Regions from separate parts of the Gossypium hirsutum genome. Here region 2 is linked to region 1. A link is a contact called in public Hi-C data. All regions are on one chromosome and are shown on one strand. The core of a region is the stretch at or near the end of the contact, and the rest is flanking DNA. Distances in the headings are between cores, read along the strand shown. Region 1 holds the start of LOC107955133 (ribosomal RNA large subunit methyltransferase E). Region 2 holds the start of LOC107955141.

What was found. A called contact is a pair of places that touch in the nucleus more often than the background predicts.
Region 2: a contact with region 1 is called in a Hi-C map of leaf, with 1.8 times the contacts expected there. The contact joins the promoter of LOC107955141 here to the promoter of LOC107955133 in region 1. A contact is called at or near these places in 2 of 34 Hi-C or Micro-C datasets (both in leaf).

The regions. Positions count from the first base shown.
Region 1 is chrD04:11,892,869-11,899,231 of Gossypium_hirsutum_v2.1, reverse strand. It overlaps LOC107955133 (ribosomal RNA large subunit methyltransferase E), which reads left to right and starts at 3,222. Exons shown (of 6, transcript XM_041091975.1): 1 at 3,222-3,658; 2 at 3,815-4,275; 3 at 4,362-4,424; 4 at 4,545-4,646; 5 at 5,475-5,724; 6 at 5,828-6,114. The coding sequence starts at 4,096. The coding sequence ends at 5,943. LOC121216455 (U6 spliceosomal RNA) reads left to right here and starts at 3,231; the gene lies at 3,231-3,333.
Region 2 is chrD04:12,086,430-12,092,792 of Gossypium_hirsutum_v2.1, reverse strand. It overlaps LOC107955141, which reads right to left and starts at 3,388. Exons shown (of 3, transcript XM_016890868.2): 1 at 3,038-3,388; 2 at 2,325-2,662; 3 at 1,824-2,247. The coding sequence starts at 3,310. The coding sequence ends at 2,088. It overlaps LOC107955140 (protein YIPF1 homolog), which reads left to right. Exons shown (of 6, transcript XM_041091995.1): 5 at 1-33; 6 at 165-840. The coding sequence ends at 359. It also overlaps the pseudogene LOC107955139.

The DNA of each region.
Region 1 (6,363 bases), core at 1,973-4,472:
AGTAAAAGAAATGGCTCTATTTGTAACTATTTGGGTTGGATTTTATACAAATAATTGATTGAATAAAAAATCAAAAGTTGAACTCTTTTGGGTTATCATAAGTGTAAGTGTTTATTAGGTTAATGATTGAGTTTAATAGTTGATGGGTGCAGGAGTTAGCTAATGGTGATTGTGGGCCTCAACCATGTTGAATGGTGATTTGAGTCAAAGTTGAAATCCCAATTCATGCTTTCTTTAAAATTAAAGACTCAAATCAGAAATCAAAGTTGTATAGCCTTTTCAAACAAAACAAATTTGCTTTCCAAGCATTTCACTCCTTTAGGGTTTAGGGTTTGAATTATATATGTAATGTTACGTATGAACTTTGATTTTGTGTGATTTTATACATGTAATTTTAATTTAATTCAATTTTCACAAATCACTAATAACATTATTGAATTGATACCATTTTACATTGATATATTGCATCGACAAACAATTATATTAATCTAATTTAAAAAGTAAATACATATTCATTAAACATGACTCCCCTTAACAGCTTCATATCTAGCCAGACATTTCATGCCCTTATAGTGAACGTGGTCGAGCTTCTCATGCCACAATTTTAGCTCAATGATTCCAACTTTATTGCATCGAGATGGTTAAATTATCATATAACAGTTGTCAAAGGTTCTTGCTCCTTCCACGATACTGTCTCCCTACATTAAAATGACACAAAACTTATCCTTTGTGAAATTGACAAGTATAACCTGATCACATAACTTACTACTATTGATTAGATTAGCCTTCCATCCATCAACAACAAATACATTATTCAACTTAGGTTAACTGGGAGCATTTAGAATTCTTTTGTCAAGAATTTTGACTTTCTTACCATCTCCAAATATCACACAACCAGCATTGTTTTCTTCAAAATTTGATAAGCAATTTGCATTACTAATCATGTCGCGAGAACATCCACTATCTAAGTATGAGACATCATCAATTGTAGCCTTTAGGGGGCTTTTTTTTTCAAAAATAATCCAAATAAATTAATTATTTATGAAAATGACCCACTTGTAAAATCATGTATGAAATAACCCGTTTTGAACAGTGAACCACAGTGTTGTTTCCATTGGCGGCACCACCTTTCATAATGGGCCAATTATTGGCTAATTTAAAAATAAAATTGGGCTTCGTCGTTGCCATTGGCGACACCGAACTAAAGTGTAATTATATAAAATGTTCGACTTGATGAAGCAATTACATTTGTTAGATTGGATGAAAAAAGGGATAGCGCCATGACCACCAGCAACACCCAATTAAATGCTTTTAAACTTTTAGTCTATTTACATATTAGGTCTATCCATTTTGAAATTAAATTTAAATAACCCTTAAAAATATAAGAATAACAAAAATAAACTCTTTTCATTTTTTTATTTTTTAGTAAAATTCTTCATAAAACTAGAAATTGAATATTCATCACTAAAAAACTTTTTAATATTGACAAACAAAATGTAAAAGAAAAACCATCCCATAAATTTTTCATGTTGTAACTCTCGGTTCCAAACATTAAATGACATGATCCTATAAGGTTAATAAATCACCATATCCATTATAAAAAATAGCAAAGAGTGACAAGAACAATCTTTGCCAAACTTATTTTTTGTGACAAAAATAAAACGCCACATTTTTATGTATGATAAATATGACGAATCAAATTGTCTCGAATAAAGGCTATTAATTAATAATACAGACATAGAGATAATAAGTTCTTCAAAATAAAACTATATATAATTCATTTTACATTGGTGAAGATTAATAATCGTCATCATTTTGGTTGAGACGTCACAAAAACATTACCTAAGGGTAAATTTTGGCGCCAAACAATTAGTGACATAAACTTATGAAATTTTTCTAATTGTCATATAAGAAACATCATCAACTATTAAATGTGATGATTATTTGTTTTCATGACGTTTATAGTATTTTTTTTGTGATGTTATTTTGAACATCACATAGGAAATTCGTCGCAATTTGATAGTTTTGTTGTAGTGGGTGTTTGCATGGGCTTCTTAAATATGTCCATAGCCATGACATTCATGGCATTGAATTCCCTTCTTTTTATCTCTAGCAGCTTCCTCATTGATGACAACTCCTTTGGGTTTTCCTTGTTGAGGATTCTAAGGTGATTTGTTCTTGCATCACTTCTATAGCAGTGCCATGCTTAGTGAGCATTGTTTCAATAAATTGTAATGCAATGCTCTTTTCTCCTTTTCTTATATTTCTCTTTGCTTCATCTAGGTTGATCTCAAAGGTTTGAAGGGATCTAATCAACTCATCAATGCCCATTGTATCAATGTCCTTGGTTTCTTCAATGGTAGTTGCTTTGATACTAAACCTTTCAAGAAATGATCGAAGGCACCTTCTGACCAGTTTAAAGTTTATGTATTCATCTCCAAGGGCAAAAGCCTGGTCGGATAAGTCAGAGAGTTTGGCATAGAATTCCCCAACTGTTTCATTCTTCTACAGTCTTAGCTTCTCAAATTTAGTAGTGAGCATCTACAGTTTTGATCGTTTTACTATGCTTGTACCTTCATGAGCAGTTTGAAGGACACCCCAGGCTTTCTCTGCAATCTTGCATTTAGAGATTCGTTTGAACTCTTATCCATCTACATCGCAAAAGATTGCATTGAAAGCTTTCAAGTTAGCACTTTCAAGCCTCTTTTCTTCTGTAGTCCATTGCACTTCAGGTTTTGGGATCTTGACACCTGATTCTTTAGTAAAAGGTTGTTCCCAACCATTTAAAATAGATCTCCAGGCTCTTTCATTTGTGACTTTGATAAAAGAAGTCATCCTAAATTGTCTTTACCATTTATCTGGATTGTTGGAAATCATCCAATTATTTCCAAAATTTCTTCCTTTTTTTCTTCTATTAAGGCTGTATGAGAAGTGTAATGAAACATGAACAACACTAGCAATTCAAACTTTAATAATAATCTAAGCCAATATGCTAGTGATCAGCTGGGCTGACTCGGACCCATTCTTCCAGTTGAGGGAGTTGTGACACGTCAACAGCCCACGGATTTTGATTTGAGCGACACCTAGGCCTGATCCAGCCCACACCTTGGGACTTAGTCAGGATGAGGTAGGCTAGTTCATGATCTGGTTGCGAACCAACTAGATATCCCACATCAGTTAAGAACAAAGCATTGAAAGAGTTTATATAGAAACAGCAGCCAGCTTAGGCTGTCCCCTCGGGGACATCCGATAAAATTGGAACGATACAGAGAAGATTAGCATGGCCCCTGCGCAAGGATGACACGCACAAATCGAGAAATGGTCCAAATTTTTTTTTATTTTTGAAGTTGAGCTCCATGGGTGGGATTAGAATTGAGAGTTAGAATCTGGGTTTGGTCTCCATATTCGATTTGAGCCTGAGTTTGGTGAATTAGCTTCTGGGTTTTTAGAGTATATTTAAATGTTGATATTTGTGTTTGGGAGCGCCATTGTTTTTGCACTCACTGCTCATAACCCTGTGGTTTGTGTTGGCAGAATTGAAGTACCAAGATGAACTGGAATTGGGAACCATTGAGGAATGAATTTGGATGGGAAGTTCAAAACTGATACGATGCAGCTGACAACCAAAAGGAAAAGAAAAGAGAGTTGAAGCAACATGGTAGTGCAGCAGTATCAACTGTTAAATTTTATTGTCATTCTAAGATAATTAAACAATTGATCAAAGGAGAAGCACTTGGATGGATTTCAGTTTCACAGAATTTCAAACTTCCACGTCTAGCTTTCTTTACATATTTTATCCAACGTTATATATCAGGTTGGGGTCAAGCTAGGGCTAAACCAAGTCAAGTTAAGCCCATGGGTCTGACCGGCAAATGCTGAATTGATAGATAAAGGGTCGTCTGATTTTCAAAATTCCACTTCGCAAAACGGCCCACAATTACAGGCTTAAGCACAAATGGGAGCTTCGAGGCCTTTGAGAAAAAAGTAAAAAACCCAGAGCAGGGTTTTACATCAAAGAGAGTTTTAGAAATTTGGCATCGATGAGTGGAGGTGGAGCACCCGATTTTTTCTACAGGGAAGCTCAACGTCTCGGCTATGTTGCTCGTTCAGCTTTCAAGGTTTCGGTTTTCATTACTTTTTCTTTTCATCGTTTCATTTCTTTTTAATAAATTCTTGCTTGGTTTTCAGTTGCTTCAAATACAGAATCAATATAAGTTAATAAAGCCAGGTTTTTCAGTTCTTGACCTTGGTTGTGCCCCTGGTGCTTGGCTTCAGGTTTTTCCCTTTTGCTTCAAAAAGTTGCTTCTCTTCTTTTTCTGAGTCCCTGTTGATCTGTATATGGATTTTTCATATTGTTATAGGTTGCTTGTCAGAGTTTGGGTCCATTGAAGAATGGTGGGGCTGTTGTGGGAATTGATGTTAAGGTAATATTCACTGCTTGAAAGCCTCTACAATTTCTTATGTTTTGTTTTGGTAAGACAAGTGAAAGATTTTCTTAGTATGATTGTAATTTATGGCAATAAAATTTGGGATTTTCAGAACAGAAGGTGAAGGTTCCTTCTCTTCACTGTGATGCAAGGGTTCAAACTATTTCCGCTGATGTCATGAAACTATCCAAGCCACAAGTTATGGAACTCTCGCCTAAGGTAGCAAGTAGTTCAAGTTTTATGTCCATAATCTTAGAATTTTGTAATGTTTTTTTTAAGGAGTTTTTTCTCGGTTTTGTTTGAATTTGAATGCTTAGCCCATTGCCAATTCAAGTGATTAAATGATGTTTGCCAACTGTTGTCATTGCTGACTGGGATTCGAATCTCTCGAGTCATTGCGCAGATTTAGTAATTTTTCTGTACAAATTTCCTGTTCACTCTTTTCATCCTAAATTGTCTTTGTTGCATGAAAATCTAGATTTGATGTCAATTCAAACTTTGCATCTTTTCTGGCTTTGATGATTTGAATGAAGCAAAGAACAGATTTGGTCACTTTAGACCAGTTAGAAAAAAAATTATTCAACGAAAAAGATACAATCTGGTAATAAATAGATTCTATGGATGCTTTAGGGGGTAGTTTTTTGTATCAAACTTTGCTTACCTGTTAGAAGGGTCGGCCTTTTGTTTCTAAAAGGCCCGACTCTTCATTTTTCTTGAAGAATCAATGTCTGGAACCTTTGTCCATGCTCATCCAGATATGACCTTTCAGTGACATGGGAAAATTGAATACCACACTCTTCATCTTTCTTGAAGAATAAATGTCTGGAAACTTTTGTCCATGCTCATCCAGATATGATCTTTCAGTGACATGGAAAAATTGAAGACCACTTGTGTTGGATAGGTGCTTATATCATACACTTACACCCAAATCCAAATAACATAGCTCTTCAATTATGTTACACAAAGTTAAACTTAGTCTTCTATTTGCCTATAGGGTAAAAAAATTTCTTTATAACTTCTTACAGATGTATGTGTCTTGTTTTGCAGGAAAAAGGGTTCTCAGTTATACTTTCAGATATGTGTCCTTCGGTTTCAGGAATTTCAACTCGGGATGCAGCTTTGTCCTTCGAGTTAGGTATGCGAGCACTCGATTTAGCTGTCGGTAGAGCCATGAACGTGTCAAATGATAATTTCCAAAATGAAGGAGAGTCATGCCCTTGTAGTCCATATGATAAGGGTGTATTGCTGTCCAGAGGGCATCTCGTCATTAAGCTTCTGGAGAGCGAGGATACAAAAGGTGAGATTTCACCCATGTTGCTCTGACTTTATTTTTCTTGGAACTAATCGTGTTCATCATCTGTAGATGGCATTTCTCACACTTTTGTTTATGGTGTTTGCAGAATTGAGCCAGATTTGCAAACCACTCTTCAAAAAATCAACATGGTTAAGGCCCAAGGCTACAAGATCCTCATCCAGAGAGATTTATTTAATTTGTCAAGATTTAAAGTCACAGTAAGGTTCAGAATCTTTAGGTTGTCGGCAACTATTTGTTACCCCAATGACCTCCCGGATATGAATGTCGAATATGGGTATGTTTAATTTTTTTTAATGTATTTGGAGTATCATATCTCTATACTCATATCCAAAAAACATATCGAACCCAGAATATGAAATGCTCTTGAGAACATCTTTCTTAGTAGTACTTATAAGAAAATCAATACAAAAGATATATATACACACACACTAGAATCATGCATATCCATTGGATGTGGATAGAAAAGCATGAAAAACATTTGTTTTTATATAGTTTTGTTTTCCAACTAGGTTTTACTTGGTTTCATGAAAAAAAAAGAAAGTTTTATCTCACTTGGTGATGTCAAACTTATTTTAAAAATGTTGAGGAGGGAAAAATACTTACATTAATGTAAATGTACTT
Region 2 (6,363 bases), core at 2,139-4,638, 190 kb before region 1:
GGTTATTCACTTTCCATTTTCATTCCAACTGCAGTAAGATTTTCTCTTTAAAGGAAGAAAATGATCCTGGTTTTAAATTTTATTCAAGTCAAAGAATTTCAATTTTTTAGTTATTCATTGTTTATTTGCAATCAGCTGAGTTGTAGTATATGGCATATTTGCAGTTTCTACTGCTTATTCCAGTTGAGATTCTCCGATGGATCATCATACTTGTTGCCGGTACGGCCTCATCATGCTTTGTTACCTTGAATTTAACATCCTATATTGGTGGCAGTAATGATCTTAGAATGATGATGATTGCTGCGTTCTTGCTGCAAATGGCCCTTGCAATCTTTATCAAGGTTTGGTTCTTTCCATAAACCTTACAAAGTCATCCTATGCGGGCTATCTGAGCACCTAAAATCCAAACTCCACTGTGTTTTACTCTGTTCCGGGGAAATATGAAAAAGGAGAACAGTTTGAACAAAAGGCCTCTTGAAGAAAAGCTTGTGTATGTTTTTGGATTCCTTGTAGTTTAGTGGTAAATTTGAAACACGCAACGGATGTGTGTCATAGGAGTAGAGATGTTTTTGATGAGGTGCAGCAACGCGCTACTAATTGCGTTTCTTTGGAGTGGGTTAATCGAATTGACTTGGTGCTGTTGGCCTACAACTTTTAAAAGACCAACAAAATGAGAGAAACTAGAAGCAAATGTCAATGCAAGTTTTCCTTCTGTGTATATACAGGTTTTCATGGTCTTTTTGCCAGTCTGTTCATGGTCTTTTTGCCAGTCTGTAATTGTTACTTCACATCTAAAAGCAGACTTTTGTATCAAAAAATAGGTTCTCTTTAAACCCTAAACTATCTTTGGCTTTAAAGTTACTAGGTAAGTAGGATGTCTATCTCATTTGCAAATGAGATACCCTTATTCAGCTTTCATCTTTTGATTTTAATTTCATATTGCGATAATCAGAATTTGAACTTAAGATCGAGTATAAATATTAAAATTAAAATCAAGTAATTGAACTAGGTTTTTTACTAGAAACAAGCTTAATTGAACTTTTTTACCGGATAAACACCTCTAGCAAAGGTGTTTTAAATTCGGTTACTAAATATTAACCTATTTCACTATGGCCATATATTTGACACATGAAAAGTTTTAAATTCGGTTACTAAATATTAACTCTTTTTTTTATTATTATTACAAAGAATTAAGCTTTATGTCCTACCAAATATCTTAATGCTGGTAATACAGAAAGTGAAGAAACGAGTCGTTGAACAGCTACTGCGACACGGAACTTTACCTTCAGCTTCGAAAACACATCAAAATTTTAAAAATTTATCCAACATTTTTAAACTTTAAATTAATACTCAAATTTCTAACAAAAATGTTACAACTTTTTGTTTGAGCTACCAGCTCTAAGTTAGAGGGAAATGGCGGATGTGTAATATCGTAAAGCTTTTGGAAAGGACCAGACCTCAAGCGTCTCGTCGTCAAGGTTCAGTTTTTTCTGTTCCTTCCCTCTTCAAGCATTGGTTCAATTTTGATGAGTAAGATTGAAATGGGTTAATTTGGTTTCAAAGCTTATTTTTTTAAAAATTAGATTTTTAATGGGTTTTATGATGATTTTAATGGAGGAGTTTTTGGTTACTAAGAAAGTTGTGAAACTGAAAAGAAAAAGAACAGGAAAAAAAGAGAGGTTTTGATATAATCTCTACTTTGAACAAAAGAAAACATAGTTCTCTGAACTCTACTTTTGTTGATAAAATCTTTTTCCTGATGGGGTGAGTATGTTTAAATCACATAAATGATACCAATGACTTTGAGATGGCTAAAAATCAAATAAAAACAAGTCTATAGTTTATTTTTTTAGATCTCCCCTCCCAACCCTCCAATACATATTTTCACTATTCACTCACAAATATAATTTAATGGATGGATTCTTCACCATGTGAATGATAATGAAGAATGTGTACCGGAAATGGACCGAATTCTAACCCAAAAAGACGACCTAATCTCTTTAAAAATAGGTAAAACTACTCGTATCTTAGTTCATACAACAACTTGGAACGGTGCTAGTTTGACCTTACCATTTTTCATAAACTATTCATTCTTCAATGAACTTCTTGAGGTTCTTCAACCACAGAATATACTCCCGGCCATCCTTATTAATCATGTACTCGTGCAAGTAATTTGTGGTGCTCGGTTTGATTCCTCGGATCTCCAAATACTTGTGAAAAGCCTTCTGCAGGTTCTCATCCAAATCACTGCAAAACAAGAACATTAGTAATCGCATTCCATGCAAATCAATATTCCAATTTCACAATGTATCGAACAGGCTTACTAGAAATCTGGGCCTTCATAGGCGAGTTCATCCTCCGAGTTGGGATTTCGAACGGACAAACTATCTATGGTAATCTCATCAGGGTAAGCGGTACAGTTGAACTCTAAACTCGGACCATCTTTTTTTGAGACATTAACAACCAATGGGACATTTGATTTACTAGGCTTTTCAGTGTCATCATCATTGTCATCATCCGCTTCGCCTTCACCAGTGACAAGATCAGGCATGTGAACATTAACTTTGACGAGTTCACCATCATACTCTCGTGTTAATGTTATGGTTTGAAGCCCAGGAGTGTCTTCGATTTTGAAAGGGAATTCACTTGGAGTTCCTTCAGCCTGTGAAGAAACAAATTTTTTTTAAATGATTAAAAGACAATTCAAAATAAAGCATTGTTTTCAGCTTGAAAACTTAACATCAATACTAGCTATTAAGCGATTGTTCTGTTTTTTTTCCCCACAAATTCTCTCAATAACCATATTGTAAACGACTAAAAGCAGCTTCTAATTATGTTTCTCGGGTCGGATATAAGTGCTACAATGAGTGTTACCATGTTCCAAGACAGCTCTTGAATTCAATCCCTACAAGTCTTCAGTTGACACGATTTTGATTGTAAAACACCCAAAATCCAACTTCTATTTTTCCACTTACTTTTCGTACAAACCCTAAATGACAAAGAAAATGGGGAAAAGAAAAACTAATTAATTACTCACCTGATCATATTCATCACTCTCCTCGGCACACTGAATCTCAGACTCAATAACTCGGAGAAGAGACTCATCAGAAGCGGATTTTTGAGAATCAACAGCCGTTGAGAAATGTAGGGTGTTTGGGTAAAAACGGTTCACAGTAGGTTGCTGAGGCTGGAATCCATGGTTCAAGGCCGTGAAGATGCAAGAGTGGTAATTTCTCTGGACTCGGGTGAGTCGAATAGCGAGTGGTGCTAAGGAGTTAGCTGTTTTCCGGAGAATGGAAGTGAAAGCCATGGGGTAGAAAGGTTGCTAGGGTTTTGGGAACAGCTAGATTGTAGTACGTGAAGAGGGTTTTAGGTTATTTTAAAGGCAGCATTGATGTTGAGGTACTGATGGGCTATATTCAAAAGCTTCCCCTGTTGGGCCTAATTTGGTCTGGGATTGGGCAGTTACCCATAAATTCTCTAAATCTAACTTTATCCACTCGGGTTTAGCCTATTCTACAATGTCCCAACTGGATTATATGATGTTAACTCTAGGCATGGGGTCTTAACAAGCGGCTTTATTTCATTTGATTACTTATGCTTATTCGAAAGCATTGTTGTTTTTAGCATCTGTATTGATTATTCATTCCATGGAAACTATTGTTAGATATTCTTTAGAGAAAAGTTGGAATATAATTTTTATGTGTAAGAAAGCACGTGTCCATTACGATTTTAATCAAACAAATTATTAAAAATTTCAAATTTCACTAATTTCGATAAATTTGATCCAATTTCAACCAACCTTAATTTTATATTTACAATTTTTAATATTTAAATTTATTTATTATTCATGTTATTATCTATGTGTCAAAATCTAAATATAAAAATGAAAGGTTGCATAAAAAGGTTGAATTTATGTTAACCGAAACAGCAAATCTTATTAAGAAAACCATACATTTTTAAAAAAGAAAATCAATGAAACCTCAATTCTTTTGTGTAATTTCTCTTTGGATAAATTAGCTAGGTGATTATCCAACTTTTAGGTATGTTCCATTTTGATCACCCAATTTAAAAAACTTTCAATTTTATCATCAATTTTTTAAATTTTAAAATTTTAGTCACCCTGTTAAATACTTAATAGAAAGCTGACATGGGTGGTTTTTTATTGGTCTAATAATAAATTTAACTCTCCAATATTTATACATTTTATCAATTTGATCCTAAATCTAGCCATTTAGCCCTCAATATTTACAAAATTTCACAAACTTCAGTAATTTTCACAACAATGATCCTGTATTCTCTCTACTAGCAAATCGGTGAATTGCTTCCCTCTCAGCTTCTCTCCTTTCTTTTTAATTGTTTTATTTTTCTTTTCTATCTCTGCAATTTTGTGCTTTGCTTTGAAAGTTATTCAATTTTTGCACAAGAATGAAGAGAAGAAAACCCCAAAGGTAAAAATAAGAAAAAAAAAAGATGGAAAAGACCTATGCGCCCAAACGTGTTCCTTAACCAGGCCTAGTTAATTTTGGAGAAGCAAGAGTCTGAACTCTGTGTGTGTGTGTGTGTGTTTTAATGGGTTTCCCCTGTAATTTAGATAGTTGCTTCTTTTAGATATTGTTTTTCGCTACTTCAATTGATAGTTTCGTTGGTTAATTTAGTTCTTTTTGACTTATTTCTTATTGGGTTTTTTTTCTCCGATTTCCTTATGCCTGTGAAATTATCTGCACAAGTGTTTCAATTTCCCTTGAAGGGCTTGATTGTTCCACTTTTGGCTTGTTTATAAGTATGTGCCATCATCTCACACTGAAGAAGCCAAATTGGAACAAATCATCACTGATTTCTTGTAAGAGTCTTTTAGAATTAAATCGAATTTTTTTGTAAATGTAATAATTTTTTTAGAATTAGAACTAAATGATAAATTTTGTAAGCGTTGAGGGTTAAATTTGTTAAATTTTTAAATTTAAAGTTTAATTGATAAAATATACAAATATTGAAAATTTTAATTTGTTATTAGGCCAATAAAAAATTTCACTAAACTTTCCATGACTAAAATTTTAAATTTAAAAAATATTGGTGATGAAATTGAAAGTTTTTAAAGTTAAGTGATCAAATTAAAACCTACCCAAAAGTTGGGTGACCACCAGGTAGTTTACTCTCTCTCTCTCTTTTCTTTACAAAAGAAGCAGAAATACAGCAACACTAAAATCTAAGCTTCCCATGCCTAAGGGCGTCAGCATGCAGTGAAGGGAGAAGGCTGTCAGGCGGATTAGGCAAACGGACGAGCCCATTCGTGCCTTCATGCGCCAGGTTAGCGAGATGATCAGCATAATGGTTACCTTCCCGGAAAATATGCCGAACCTCCATCACCCATCCCTCTCGTATCAAGTCCAAGCAATCACCAATATACATATTTAATAGATGCTGATGCTCATAAGATCCGAGACAGCAGCTAAACTACCCATAACTCGTCTAACTCAACAATCTAACGAGCTACCCTGAACTCCTTGGCTAACCGCAAATCACCTTGAACACCCCCACAACTCCGGTGGAAGGCTGTCCGTACGTCCGATCTTTAGCATGAACCCATGCACCCAATTTCCATCTGCACTGCACAGCAAGCCACTAGCAGTCACTAAGGCCCGAACAAGAACACACCGCCCCATCCGTATTCAAGTTTTCTAATAACAGGGTACCATTTGAAGATTTGACCATTCCTTGTCCCCTTCAGGTCAACTTGGAACCCCTGCGACAATCTTTTATTAGATAAATTAGTTAGTCTAATGAGTTTGATCTTTTCTCGAATTAAGCTCTAATGGAGTTCGAAAACATAAAATTCAAGTTTAGTTCGAGCTCGATTGAAGAAAACAATTCATCTAAAATGTTCAAGTAAAATATAAAAATTAAAAAGAAAACATTTTCCGACAACAATAAATTAAAGGATCATTCTTGAATTTAACTTGGTTGATTCCAAGATCTACAAACCTTTCTTTATTCGATAAACCAACTGGTTATTTATTTATATATACATACACTAAAATAACATATTTCATATAAATGATCAAACAACAGAAAAAATTACCCCTGAACCGTCTAAACACACATCACTCAGACTTGGAGAACTGTGTTGGATGGCAAAAGAAAAGAAAACTGAAAGAACAAAAGCATTATCTGGAAAATTGAACTCTGTCACATGACAATCTCAGGCTTCAAAATGCTGGATTTGATCTCTTTGTGAGGCAAAATGACGCCACCGCTGCTATATATTTCATCCCATACATGCACATCTTCTCCAAGTATAGTCATGTTCTCTACTCGAGCCCATTGGCTGACAGTGGAGTGCCATCCAATGATGCTGCTTGATAT